Regions from separate parts of the Arachis hypogaea genome. Here region 1 is linked to region 2. The links are chromatin contacts, called in public Hi-C maps. All regions are on one chromosome and are shown on one strand. The core of a region is the stretch at or near the end of the contact, and the rest is flanking DNA. Distances in the headings are between cores, read along the strand shown.

Region 1 (3,944 bases), core at 370-2,869, 44 kb before region 2:
CTGTAAGGCATCCTAATACCCATCCAACTGTACCATCACCTCCAGCAACCTATCAATCCAACCGTATCTATTCAATGCCATCAATAAAATAATAATAAAAGTATTTTTTTGTGTAAAATATCTTAACATCAATCATAAAAACATATTTGACAAGGGTTATTTTATTTTCATCATGTACAATCACAACTTTTATTAGCCAGATATTCGTCTACATGCCTATTTAAAAGTTCTAGCTTAAGATTCTTTTTACAAAAATTCTATTTGTACACCAAAGTCAGCCACTAAAATCAGTCACTAATGTATTTGTGTATAAATACATGTTGGTTTAATTTATTTTCAATGTGTATTTGTATTTCAACATGTATTTTATACTGGTGGCTGATTTTGGTGTACACATAACATAACTCATCTTTTTATATAGTAATATGTGATCAACTAAATTAATAGTGTTTTAATAGTGTTGTAAGTATTAAAAGGAGGTACTCGATAACGAATTTAATATTATGAAATAAAAAATTTGTGATTGTAGAGAGTTCAACAAAAATACAAATATATTTTACATTCTATCATGTGGAATAATTCAATCATCACGAACACAATGAACATATACCACAATCCTTATTCTTTCACGAATCTCTCTAGCGCAGGTATCTCCTTTATCAGCTAGCATCTCTAAACATTTTAATCCATATCGGATAAATTCATCTGGCTTCACATCTACTAAATCTAAAACCTGCATCACAACTTAACATACATAAATAATATTGTAATTGTGTAATAAAAACTTTACAACAAGAAGACAAACTCAACCAATATTTTTTAATACTTCTAACCTCATAAAATCCCAAAACAGGTTGATAGAAAAAACTCAACGCATTTTAAATATTAAATATATTGAAAAGAATCTTGTTAAGAGTTTTGTCATATTTAATTTATATCATAGAATAATTTCTTACTAGAAAAACATAAACAAAGAAATAAATAAATTATATGTGCTAAGTTTAAACTTTTTTTAGAATTATGAATTTAAAATAAAAAAGACATGAAATGATAATGACCTGTTCCTCACTCATGAGATGTTGGAGCCTCTCTTTAAGGACAGGACCATGGCGGCCACCACTACGGGGATTGATGAAGACAACGAGGGGTGTTCGCTCTGCGGTGATCTCATTGTCCACAGAATCAATTGTACGAGTTTCTTCAGTAATGAGATCTTGAAGACGAATGCTATCACGCATTGCACAACGAAGGTATTGTGGCATTGTAAGGTTTTGTCTAAGATTTTCCGTGTCAATGCGAACATTGGAAAGGCCACATCCGCGAAGCGAATTTACTAACGTTGATGATCTTAATGGGGTCTTGATATATGTGTCTCCTGTTGTCGATGACGAAGGTGATGCAATTACACTGAGGTTCTCTTCTCCCTCTACATCTTTTTCTCTATCTTCTATCGGATTCATGAGGAAAAAACTATATGATTTGATGGACAAATGTATTGAAAAAATGTTCTTCTGTTCAAGGTATTCAATAATAAATCTATTACCGTATTACAAGATATAGTATAAATATATAGCCTGAGGTTGAGAGAGAAAGAAACAAGTATAATGAAATAGAGTAGGAATGGTTGTGGGGACAGACAAGTTCAATTGGGTAAACAATAAATCATCCTACGTCCTTTTTTATTACAGAATTAATTAGTGACCCAATCATAATGCTCATGCACCACAATTTTTGAGCATTCCACGATATTTATGCTACTTTTTTATTTTCTTTTATATATTATTTTATGTACAAAAGATACATCTTTAATTAGTATCTACTTATATTACCTATATTTTCATCAATTTTTTATATTAGGAAGTATATTTATTTTTGTTCAAATATAATAATTATACCTTTGTATTGCATGAGTTCATTGATGTTTCTATACCTATGTTTGATAAAAATAGTCAAATAAACAAAATAGTACACCAAAATATTAATATATCTATAATACCATTTTTAGTAAGAATTTATACTCAAGTCATAAGTCATAAGTTCGTTCTAATCAGAATATCACATAATGCAAAAAACTAAATTCTACTAATTAACTACTTACTTGATTTAGTAATATTAAAGTCTTACCAAAATTAAATTTCTTAAAAGTTTTTTCAATTTTTTAGCAAGCGTGTAGTCGTAAAAAAGGAAGCCAGTATAGAAAAATAAGGAGTCAAAAAGTATGAAAATAACCAACTACATCACAATCAAGTTTGAGCAATTATAAATGAAAGTTCTACTTATAATGCAGTGACATATAATTGGAAAAAGAAAAAGTATAGAAAAACAACGAGAATACTAAACAACGTAAACAATGGAATAAAAAAAAACTAAAATTAAAATCATAAATCAGATTAGTAATTAATTATTTTTAATTTCAGATTTTGAAATTTAAAAAATAAGAATTTTCAATTAAAATAAATCACAATTGGCACAGTTACTCCTAATATCACGTTAACTTCCCATTCTCCATTTGCGGTCTCCGGTCCGCACAGTCACCCCAGTGCCGCTGCACTTCCCTGCTGTCCGATCCGACATCGCCCAGCCAATGCCGCCCATCCTCCCGCCAACGCCGCCCAGCCTCATGCCGACGATGCCTAGCCTCTCCGTATTTCGCTTGTCCTCCCTGTCGTGCTGTTGTTACTGCTGTGCCGCACCTCATCGACGTCACCATCTTCCCACCGATTGTTCGCATGCCGCCATGGCTAACAACTTTCTGGCGTTAGCTTGCGTATGCAACGATGGAGGCTCGAGTTTCGGCAACCTTTCGCCGCGACCATGCTACCCTTCTATGCCGAGGTACCTGAAGGGCGTCATGGTAGCAGAAGGGAGCAGCATGGACACTATGTCCATGGCAAAAGCATATTTCTGCGTCACTGGAATGACTTGCTCCACCTGCATCAGCTCCGTCTGAAAATCCATCAAACGTCTTTCGGGTATTCGTGAGGCCGTCATAGATGTTCTTAACAACCATGCTTAGGTCCTCTTCTACCCCACTTTCATTAACGAGGAGACCATTCGGGAGGCTATTGAAGATGCTGGTTTTGAAGCCACCTTAGACAGAGACGAATCCAATGAGAGAAATGTTCATGTATGCCGAATGCGCATCAAAGGAAAGACTTGCACCTCTTGTTCCTCCACCATTGAATTTCCTCTCCTGCCTCCGTGCGTCATCATCGACTCTTTCCACCCCGCAAATGTGCTGGATGTTCAATTCACTAGGTACATAGATGGTTATTTAATTCTTAATTGGATGATTATTTTGTTAAATTCAGTTTAAATATATACAATTAACAAATGCTGGATGGTCATTTCACTAGGTAGTTGGATGATTATTTTAATAATTATGTAGATGGTTGTTAGATGACGATCCCGCAACGGTGATGCGAGAAGAGTCTACAGGGGTGGACGATGATGGCCGGTGAGGGAGTTTCTAACGTCGGAGAAGTGGGATGATTGATGAGGTGGGGTGGCAGACGATTTGGGAGGAAAGAAGGTGGTTGGGTGAATTTCTTTAGTAAATTAGAATTGAGATAGTTAATTTTTTAAAATAACATGTTTGGATTTTTTGGCTCAGGTAATTTGAAAAATTTTTTTACTTTTTTTTCTCTTGTATTTAGCTAAATTTGGAGCCTATTATTTATATTGTTTAAATTTTTCATTGTCTTTCTAACAAAATTGATTAAATAATTCAATACTAGGTGCTTTCTTGTACCAAATTATTGTACTATTTACTTCTTTAATTTTTAGTTTTTTTTATAAAGTTAAGTGTTAATAAAAAATATTACCTGTACATAATAAATTATCTGTTAAATCATTATTATCATATATATATATATATATTATAATTAAATATGTATTTATATTAATGGTGATTGATTTAATAATTAATTTTTGGGGATATGTTA
Region 2 (3,967 bases), core at 244-2,743:
TTTCGGTTGGCTATCTGGACATTATATTCCAATTAGGTAATTTGATTTCCTTTTTCTTATACAGGGATCCTCCCACCCCTCGAACGACAAGCGTGATATGCCGGTTACCTGGGAGGGTCGACAACTTACTTTCTAACCACTAAATTCAGAATAGCAAACCCATTGTGGGACATACGTGGGCTTTTTAAATTGAATTCTTGTCACTTTTGAATAAGGCCCATTTGGTGTAGGAAAAAATGTTTACATGTTAATACCAAAAGTTGAGTGTTTCACATCACACAATTTGTCAACAGCCTTATTTAATTTTTTCGTTGGGTGTCATGCCAGTTTGTTGTTAGGATCGTTCAACTGTTACAACCAAGATGGTGTCAAGAACATGGGCTTGCACTTCATTGTACATGTAAAGGCCAAAGATCATGACTAAGTAAATGTTTTGGTGTTTTTGACAAATTTTCAAGTTTGTGGTCATCCCACGAGACTCTTATGTAATCTTAATTAATTAATATGCTTATACTTTCATATTCACCACTGGCATTGAACGCTATGCTTTTCTTTTAAATTCATGTATTCTGTCCAATCCATTCAATCTCTGCACCGGAGATTATGTTACATTCAACCCGGTACTGTCTAATGCAGTTGGGTGAGGGGTTACAACACTATAGTGGGACGTATGCAACACTACTTTTAGAGACTTAGTATACGATATCGAAACATATATGAACCACTTAACCGTCATTCATTATATCAGGATTACCATTGAATTATATTCCTCACTTTAGTGTAAAATTCATAACATCAAATCAATTTCAACAAAATAAGATTGATTTAATTAAGTAAACACTATTGTATGCTACGATTGAGTTGGAAAATGGCAAACGTATTAGTCGCCGGTTATAGTCAATAAACACTACGGGTAGAGTAACATACGAAACGCCGCTCGTCAAGGTGAGATAAAAAATCATGTTTCCCGGATCAACAGATTTAACTCGCGAAGCAAAGATATCTTATCCGACAAACACTGCACTTAATACCATGAATTTTACATTTCTAGTCACACAAAACGAGAATTATAAATAAGAGGACAACACTAAGTAAACACAAGTTAGACGTAAAGAAAATTGGCATCTTCCCGGCCATACTTTATGAACGCCATTTAACCCACGTTCCAGCTGATACGGTTTGGCTACTGCGTTTTCAGGGATGGTTGGGGAGATTCATACTTTCGAACCTTATCACGAAGAGTTGGAGTTAGACTCGACCAACTCCGGGTTGTTACAGCGAAGTACATACCTGTATGAGGAACGGAGCTCCCGGTAGCTGGATTTCACTGCCCCGATTTCCCACTGAAGATCGTAGTTCACTGCGAGAGACTCGTCAAGCAGATCGTAGTTGTAGTCATCCAGGTGCTTACCGAAAATCTCCAGTAGTAGCCGTATCATCTCCGACGCCCCATTTTCCAGGGCAATGTGGGGGTCTGTGGAGAACCTGCCGACTGCAGAGAGAGCACCCGTGCGCCTTCCCGGAGGAATGAGGATGAAGAACCTGTGAACAATTCCCACAACGGTGAAGTCTCATGTTTGGATCTGGTAATATGGAGCCGCTCGACCCAGCTCCCTGCAAAGTTGATGTAGACCTGCTTGGCAGCTCCTCTAAACGGCAACCTTGCTCCAGTCACGATCCGGCACCATCTCGTCGACTGCAAATAGAAAAATGGTTCTTTTGGGTTCAGCTGAATGCATCCATGGGGAACGGGTGTGCCACAGTTGCGTACATAAGGGAAACTAAAGCATGCAAACTTGAATAAGTTAAGTGTCTCACCTGCTCCTCTTCCCCGTGTGTTGCTAATGAGCCTCGCGACCTCATCCGCGTTGTCGGCCGCCCAGCGTTCTTGCCTCAGTCTCTCTGCGACGGAGATGCATTCCGGGATGTCTCCGCGTGCCTCAGCGATTAGGTCGCGTATGTGCTCCATGGATGCTACCTCTTCGTAAGAGGCTTGGGGGGTGTTGCCGGTGGACATTGCTCGGTTCTGACACCTGCTGGTGTTGTTGTCTACGCATGCGAGGAGCCTGAAACAGGAGGACCAACCTAGTGGCTTTGTTATGATATAGGTCGAACGTATATTTGCCCCCCTATATATACTCAGTCAACAGTTCTAGGTTGCATAAGTTCTTGTTAGATTCGATTGGAAAAGTTGGATTGGCAAATCAAATAATAACAAATGATGGGAAAATATATTTTCAGACTAATTTGTTTCTATTGTTCCTTTTCCATTCGTAACTATCGTATTTTACCAACATTAACTCTAATAGTTATTTTAATGAGTATAGAAGGTAACTGCACAATACTATTTCAACCAAAAATATAAAATTAGGAAAAGTATAGGGTACCAACATATCATCTGCCAACTTCTGCCAATTCTTATTTATATTTGTGTTTCATAGAAGTGTATTCATAGATGTGTCTAATAATTAATATATTTTAAATACATATATGAAGAGACACATCCAGAAAATATATCTATAAAGACACTTCTATTAAACACAGTTATAAAAAATACATTTTTATTAGACACATCCACGAACACACTTTCATGAAACACAATTATAAATAAGAGTTGGCAGAAGTTGGCAGATATGCTGTTGGTAACATAGCGGAGCCGATAAAATTATTATGTTGCTAACATTTTTTATTAAAAAATTTACTACACGTTTTTTTACAGTCTATTGTTACTGATATGACTTTATCTCAATTATTTTTACTTCTTATTAACTTTTTTTTTATTATTTTAGGTAAATTCTAACAGTGCAACGGCGAATATATGTTCATAAAGAATTGTTTTTTAAAATATAATCTTTTTAAATAACTTTTACAATAACGTCTACCAAAATAAAAAAATGCTACTATGTACGCTTCTTTTTTGAGTACGATGAAATCAACAAAAAATGAGATGTTGAGGTTAGCTTTACGTTAATTCTGCGAGGTGATGAGCAAGAATATTCTTTTGGTGTTACTCTTTTAAAATTATTAAAAATGATTAAAAAAATATCATATTTGTTAAATTAAAAATAAATATAACTTTGAAAAACTAAGACTTATTATAAATATAGTAAACTAAATTTTTCTGCATATCAGTTAACTACAATTAATAATATTAATGTAACAAATCAATAGAGGTTCAATATATATATTAGAATAATAAATTAAATTACTCTATAAATTACTAATTTAGAGTTCAGAATACAAGATTTAGGATTTAGGGTTTTCTTTTGTTCTTCCTCAAAATATTTTATTTCATTATTTGAACCCTAAAACTTGTTACCTACATTTTCTTTTCAATTTTGATTTGTTTCCCGAATCAATGATAATATCCATCAACTACGTAATAAAATTTACTTAGAAAATACTAATTTAATATTCTATAAATTTATAATTTTTCATGATATATTACTACGTTGGATAAAATTTTTAGGACATAATAATTAATTTGCCAACTGAGACTAATATAATACAAAAGATAATTTTTATTTTCTTTATTTCTTATAATATACTATTATTATTATTAATAAACTTACTAAAAAGTCACTAATTTCCTAAATCATATTACTGAAACCTATAAAATTATTTTAAAAAATTTCTAAAATTGTGTAACATCTTACTAAGATTAATAAAATTAATTACCGTATCATTTAACTGTACTTAATAAAAATTAATATAAAATTACTAATTTTGTTTATAAAATATATAAAATTAATCAAATTAATTTTAAAATTACAACTTGAGAGTTTCGTATCTAGGACTTATGAGATTTTTATTTCTGTAATATGAGATTTCTTCTTTTTTTTGTGTTATATTCCTGAATTTTTTTGTGTATTCTCTGTACACTGTATATACTCTATATCTGTACTAATTTTTACTATATGTACTATAACTACTATAAGGCTAATAATTTGACAAAACTAATTACTAT

The links. A called contact is a pair of places that touch in the nucleus more often than the background predicts.
Region 1: a Hi-C map of leaf shows a contact between it and region 2, with 2.7 times the contacts expected there. The contact joins the promoter of LOC112775521 here to the enhancer-like site in region 2. A contact is called at or near these places in 2 of 8 Hi-C or Micro-C datasets (leaf and an unstated tissue).

What each region holds. Positions count from the first base shown.
Region 1 is chr3:27,996,598-28,000,541 of arahy.Tifrunner.gnm2.J5K5, reverse strand. LOC112775521 (diacylglycerol kinase 4-like) reads right to left here and starts at 1,619. Exons shown (of 12, transcript XM_025819184.3): 1 at 1,059-1,619; 2 at 611-733; 3 at 1-49. The coding sequence starts at 1,460.
Region 2 is chr3:27,952,152-27,956,118 of arahy.Tifrunner.gnm2.J5K5, reverse strand. LOC112790029 (a long non-coding RNA gene) reads left to right here. Exons shown (of 6, transcript XR_011879665.1): 6 at 65-525. Among protein-coding and RNA genes, the nearest start is that of LOC112790029, 5.5 kb to the left of the region's middle. Within about 2 kb of position 1,493, at least 3 of the 3 cell types and tissues checked have open chromatin away from gene starts, as enhancers often do.